Regions from separate parts of the Bicyclus anynana genome. Here region 1 is linked to region 2. A link is a contact called in public Hi-C data. All regions are on one chromosome and are shown on one strand. Each heading gives the region's core, a stretch centred on a gene start, on an enhancer-like site or on the middle of the called end of the contact. The rest is flanking DNA. Distances are from core to core; before and after follow the strand shown.

What was found. A called contact is a pair of places that touch in the nucleus more often than the background predicts.
Region 1: a contact with region 2 is called in a Hi-C map of whole larva, with 1.7 times the contacts expected there. The contact joins the promoter of LOC112048305 here to the enhancer-like site in region 2. A contact is called at or near these places in 2 of 2 Hi-C or Micro-C datasets (whole body and whole larva).

The regions. Positions count from the first base shown.
Region 1 is chr3:4,916,882-4,920,389 of ilBicAnyn1.1, forward strand. It overlaps LOC112048305 (whirlin), which reads left to right and starts at 1,426. Exons shown (of 4, transcript XM_052891065.1): 1 at 1,426-1,979. The coding sequence starts at 1,890.
Region 2 is chr3:4,877,317-4,880,684 of ilBicAnyn1.1, forward strand. It overlaps LOC128199858 (a long non-coding RNA gene), which reads right to left. Exons shown (of 2, transcript XR_008252375.1): 2 at 1-1,270. Among protein-coding and RNA genes, the nearest start is that of LOC112048294, 26 kb to the left of the region's middle. Within about 2 kb of position 2,080, at least 3 of the 8 cell types and tissues checked have open chromatin away from gene starts, as enhancers often do.

The DNA of each region.
Region 1 (3,508 bases), core at 176-2,675, 39 kb after region 2:
TGGTTAAAATAACTATCGTGACCATTTCGTGACTTGTTTTTGTTTTTAAATTTAGTACCTTTAGTCCGATTTCAAGATTGAAATAGATTTCAATTTGATTATATTTTCAGTCATAAACCTAAATTGATATGAGGGCCTATTTTTATTAGTTTAAGTAGGTACGCAGTAAGATATTTTTCTACTTTAGATACAAACACAGCATTCGTTATAAGATAAAACTTTTATTCTAACAAATAAACAAAAAAATCTACAATACTTACCTGAAACTACCAAGTCAAAGACTTATTTGTAAAATTAATACCTAAATTGCCAAATGTTAAAATTGTTTTATACTTTTTTTTCTTTTTATATTGAGAAAGAATACAATAAGGAACTTAAGCTAACTTATCCTAATAACTATACAAACTTATAGAAGTGACTTTATACTTGCTTATAGAAGTGACTAAGCTAAAATAATGTGAAGAAGAAGAAGTAATGTCTTAAAAATACCTTAAGCATCTTAAGTTTCTTTATTCGTGAAAACAATTTTTTCGAAATATTTATGAACCCATTGTGCTGCGTGTCACCGTAAATAAAACAGACATAATTGATGGAAAGTCAGCGAAGCCAAAACACAATGAACGAAATTGTTACACAACAGAAGTTAGCAAATACTATCACGAGATACCAAATATGCAACAATGGCTTGTCATTACGTTATTATTGCAAAAATCCATTAAAATTAAAATACCTTTGGAAAACGCATGGGGAGACTGGTGATCCCATCAGTCATCCCAAAATACTGTAACTATTTTGCAAGTGTTATAGATACTAATGAATCCAGCTCGATATTCAAAATAACGATTCCATTTTTTTTATTTATGTATAGGTTGATTATGAAACACGGCTAAAACTCACGTGATATTACGTCGGAGTATGCCCGACTAGTTTCGAACCCATACGTGGCCCTTAGTCATGAGCTGGTTCTTGCATCGCGGCACGATCCAAACTGATGTTTGGATCGTGCCGCGATTATTATGTATAGGTATCTACTTTAAATAACAATCCCCTCGACTTTATGTAAAATAATCAAAATTTAACCGTGATAAGCTTAATTTTTCAAAAAATTTTAACATTTTCCAAAAAAACCGAGCTTCAGTAGATAGAATTATTTTAGTGTCTACTTTCTGAATACTTTCTGAGTTTTCAATGGGACAGAACGAGAATATACTTGACTAGATATTAGTTCTGACTCTACTCGTAAGTTAGGTGGATTAGTAGTTTCAGTCAAGTGTTCAATTGTCTAAAGGTCAGTCGATATTCTACTCTCAATGTAACTGAAACTTAAATGACATCATGCAAAATCGTTTGACAATACATTTCTTTACACCCCGGTAACATTGACTTGTACAAAAAAACCATTTCTACTTGCGGCTAAGTTAACTCTGTTGTTTGTTTCATGCAACCTCTCAATCACAGGATCAGGTATGTAGACATCGTAAACGACTTAATTACTTATTAATACTGTATAGTTTTTAAAAATATCATACGAATTTCTATTACTCTCCTCGTATCTATGAGCTTGGCCAGCAGTTTGATTAATCTAATTTAGAAGTAGATCTTGCTAAGTGTGCATAAACTTGGGTTGTATGCAAGTGTATAATCAATAAAACTATTTTCATGAATGGTAATATCATACAGAATAACTACATCTTAGTCAATATTTGCTAGTGCCCCTTTACCGATCCCGCATTTAATTAGGAAGTGTACCAAGTAGTACCTAGTAATAGTATCGGGATAGATAGAGTCGTGGTGACGCGGGACGATGCGGTGCGTGGGTCAGGGTGACTGTCCGTCTGGGTGTCTGGGTCCGCCGGAGGTGACTGAGGGTCAGGCGCTGAGTGAGTGTGATGTTTCAGTGCGGATATCTCGGCGGTCTGCGCTCATCACTCGGTGGCTGGACGCAGAAAGTAAAATCATGGTACTGGGGACGACCTCTAGTAAGTTGCCCGGCCTCCCGCCGACGATCGGCAAACTGTCCTAGCACATGACAACTCTTTCTTTTGCACGATGTTCAAAATTAAAGTTCTTCTATTCAAAATTTACTCGCTTCAAACGGAACGATGCTTGGTGTTAGAAAATTTATATTAAATATGTTTTCACATTTCCTCTCGTTGCACTTCATTTCGATGTTTATTTTTGATTTTGTGTAAACTATTTTTTTTTAGTTCGTTACTTTGACCATCTAAATTTAGTAGTGACGCACATTATAATTGATTCGGTTCTCTCATTCGCCTGTAGAGGTATCTAATGTCTTGAATGGGTAAAGCTCACGCTGCATGAATAAGTTTAGTAAAATTTCTTTATTAGATTGCGGTTGATAGGATTTAGAATTTTTATTTATTTTTTAGATGCAAGTAACATGTACAAACTTGATTAACCACCGTTATTGTTAATTGTTTATCAATTTGCTGAACAGACTTCAATGTTTTATAATCCTCCAATGTTAAATTTTGTCCTTCATCTGTAAAGATGTTCATCATAATTATTTTCACCGAATTTAAAGCACAATGATTGTACATAATATTATTAAATTCCACACAATAGAATGAAAATGACGACATTTAGATCTTTTTCTATTCTCGTTATTTCGATACTCTGATTCATTTTGAAGTCGGTGAAAATAATGCATGGCGGCAAATTCTCATATTTTTTAACAATTCCTTAATTTATTTTTAAATGTCGCAAAAGAGCTTCGTTTTTTCTTTTATTTATATTATTACTTACATATTTTAAAGTATAATTTTAAAGTTTTCAATCCGCTGCATTGATAGGTCCACCAATTGGGTTATTAACTTCTCATTAAACGTACATATATATACACTTGTATAATATACCTATGAACCACGCCACCGAGTGATCGAAACGCATGTTTCCAAGCCTCCAGCTCACATCTCACTATACAGCTTCTCGATACATTTGACGTACAGATCACAGACATAGTAACTGAGAGGCACAAGGTACTTCATGCGAGTCCTGATTTATGCCAAGTATCTACTGTTAACGCTGTTGCCGAGAATGATTCCCCTTTGCCGCCCAGCTACACTTGTCCTCAATTAGAGCACTCAACTGTAGAGGCTGATCCGAAGTTGCTGTTGTTAGCGTAGTATACAGTGTTAGTGTGGATGTGGTATATAGACAATAGGGCTATCTTCTGTTAGCGCGCCACAAATCATTATGTAATGAACTATTATTGTTAGAAGATGATGTGGCCTGTAGTTGCAGAATAAATAAGTCCATTGCGCTAGCAAAAACTATGTCTAAAATTTAAGAACCGTTGACTAATGCCGATAATTATATCGATGTAAGGTCCTGAATTAGTAATTAATTTGAAGAGCACGTTAAAGTCATCAGTGCCAGCCATCACGCATATCTGATAATAAATTTTATCTTACGGTTACAATTTTTAAATTTGTTTTGTGTGCACATTTTGGAGCATAGTTAAGGAGCTAAGCTTTTAATTCCTATA
Region 2 (3,368 bases), core at 830-3,329:
AAATCAATCCTTTGATTGACTCAAAATTTATGTAAGTAATATACGTACGTACCAATTTATCTAAGATTGTTTGATCTTATAAATCCTACTAATATTATAAACGCGACAGTTTGTATGGATGTTTGGATGTTTGTTACTCTTTAACGCCGCTACTACTGAAGCGATTTGGCTGAAATTTGGAATAGAATTAGATTTTACTCTGGATTAACAAATAGGCTACTTTTTATCCCGAAAAAATCCATGGTTTCCCGATACTTGCGAAAATTGATGATTTTGATGATATGAATGTTTGTTACTCTTTCACGCCTCGACTACTGAACCAAATTAGCTGAAATTTGGTATTGAGATATATTATAGCCTGGATTAACACATGGGCTACTTTTTATCCCGGAAAAGTCCATGGTTCCCGAGGGATATGTGAAAAACTGAATTCCACGCGGACGAAGTCGCGGGCATCCGCTAGTTATATAATAAAATAGCTTTGATTTCAAATTTTTCATATACTTATTGAGAGATTAATATTTACTATCCTAAGCTTATTACGTATTACTTGTCACCTATATCTAACAATACTTAATGGTAATTATTATTTAGGTAGTAAACTTATGTCTAAGATTTCATTATTTCCTTCTTTTTATTAAAATTATAAAACTGGACCGAACGAAATAAATATCTACATTCTTATGTAACACAGTCTTTTTTTATAACCGAAGTAAATCAAAAACATACATACAGTCGAACATAATTATTATAAACTCCTCCTTTTTTCATAGAATAAAAAAGTCTGTTATAGATCTTTTACATTCAATTCATAAATCAATTCGATTTTTTTTTTGACAAATTATTAATTATTTGGCAATGATTTTTTGTTTTATGTACTGATGTAACTTTTCTCTTTTATAGAATAATTATTTCACAATGCAATAAATTGGTTCTGGATAAGCTATTTTCGTTCATTATTATGTGATTATCTTATAAGTTAGTTATGACTTATCCTAGGCAATATTAATCCAAATAAAACTAAAGACGTTGCGGTCATAGTTTCTCTTGTAATGTTCGTCTGAGTTCTTCAGTAGCTTTTGCCAGGTCCTTGTTATCGTGATGGTGTCTCCCTTTGCCGCTGAGATCGCTGCAGTCCTCGAGGTAGTCCTTTGGAGGCTCTGTGGGATATTTTCGTTCGAATTTTGGTCTAGGGATGCGCACCCTTTTCACATCGTCCAACCAGCTTTCCATTTTCCGTTAATTTGAAATTAAAATCGGCTTGTAGAACCTGAAAAGAAAGAAATTTATTTATTATTATATGAATTTAAAAAACACGATAAGTTGTAAACTTTCAATACATGACTACTCAGACTAATTACATACGGACTAGTCACACCCATATTCACGAATAATATTGTCTGTCATTTTCTGAAGAAAACGAGCTTACATTTGGCATATATCTTATATAAAACTAGAAGTTTTGCCCGTTTTTTACACCATTCAACTACATGAAAAGGCATTTTTACAGAGCTATTTAACCGACGAACACGATTACAACTATGAAACATCGATACTATAGAGACAGTTTTTATAATCGCATTAGATCGTTGATCATATACTTTGACAGAAATGTAACGTGTACGAGGCAGTTCCTTATCTAATTAGTCTAAGCTCGACTAAGTAACATTTGATAACTTGGGATACACGTTCCATCTTAGTATACGTCATCGTATGACATACGAGTGGAAGATCATGGTCAAGTAGCTTCCAAAAATATTCTCCGTATCCAATTATCTCGAGTCACAGCCTCTATAAATACGTTTTTCAAACTAACCAGAGGTTTTAAGTTGGCACAATTATGTATGTCATTCATATTCCAAATTGCAAAACCGATTGAGCAGTGTATCGTATCTTATTACTCAGCAATACAACATGCTTAATTTGTGCATTAGCAATTTGTTAAGCAAGCCATGAGTACCAAGATGGTCAGTGAAAAGTTGCGAAATTTTGATTACTCGGCATAAATAAAAGTCCGTTCCGTAATGCGAGGCGCCGCGCCGGCGCAACTAACGTAGGTTGTATTGAACATGTTGTGGCTAGACCTTCTTTTTAATCAAAGACAAGTTATCCCTTGACTACGATGTCAAGGGATAACTGAATTATCAGTTGAGTAACGATGCAGTTGCAAGCAAGTTGGAAGCGGTATAACTTGGAAAAGGTACAGGTATATTCTACCCATACCTTTCTACGCAGGTACATACTAGTACCTTAATGCTAAAGCTCTGTTTACATCTACATACATTTAGAGAGACTAGAACTCAGCAGCGAGTCGAATATGGGTTTATAACGAACGAAACATACGGCAGGGAGATTGAACCGTGGTGGCTAAATATTTTCTACGGAATATCATGAAAAATCATCTTTCACAACGTCAGATACTTAAGTTTTGTGGAAACCACTTGCTAGAGACTCTAGCGACCTTAAAGTTTAACAGTGTTTTGAACATTAACTTAGACTAGACTAAGAAATTTTATACTTTCTTTGAGAGTTGATTTTTAATATTATCATCTAATATAGTTGCTTCTCTGCCTTTAAATTTAGTAGTTGATTCTTATATAGGTTTAATTCAATGATTATGGCTAAATATAATAATATTCATTATAATTAAATTTTTTAGAGCTGGTGGTGGAGAATATAATAGTTTGGACCCTTGAAAACTTCCAACATTCATACTCCGTAGTTTTGTACCGTACTTACGAGTACGTATGGTAGGAGCATGGACTGACGCACTTTCAGCTTTCATATAATGACGAAGGTCTGACTACTGCAGGCTCTCAATCTATTGCCACTACCGGCTGCAGCCAATCAGTTGATTCGGTTACAACAATGCAACATGGGCGAATGTCGACTCCATTGTTTTGGAGATCTTGTCGCTATATTTGGGTTAAATAAAACGCTTAACTATTACAATGGTAATTTATCGTCTTTCACAACTCCGAGGATACCAGACGGACAAATTACGTTGAAATCAAGGAGGTTGCATGATAAATATACTACAGAGTTAATTACTAGTAATTATATAAGCTATAGATAATTTAAAATAGGCCAAGTGCGTGTCGCGCCACGCGGTTTTTAGGGTTCCACAAATCGACTGATTAATGTTATTTTGCAAATCTTTATGGCATTTCATTTAATCATTAGAATACTATTAATACTAGTTGACGCCCCGCGGTTTCGCCCGCGTAGTTTCCGTTTCCGTGACAGCACGGGAATAAAATATAGCCTATGATACCCCGAAATAACGTGGCTTTGTAGTGGTAGAAGAATTTTCAAAATCAGTTCAGTAGATCCAGAGTTTACTCTACAATACCACAAACTTAACCTTT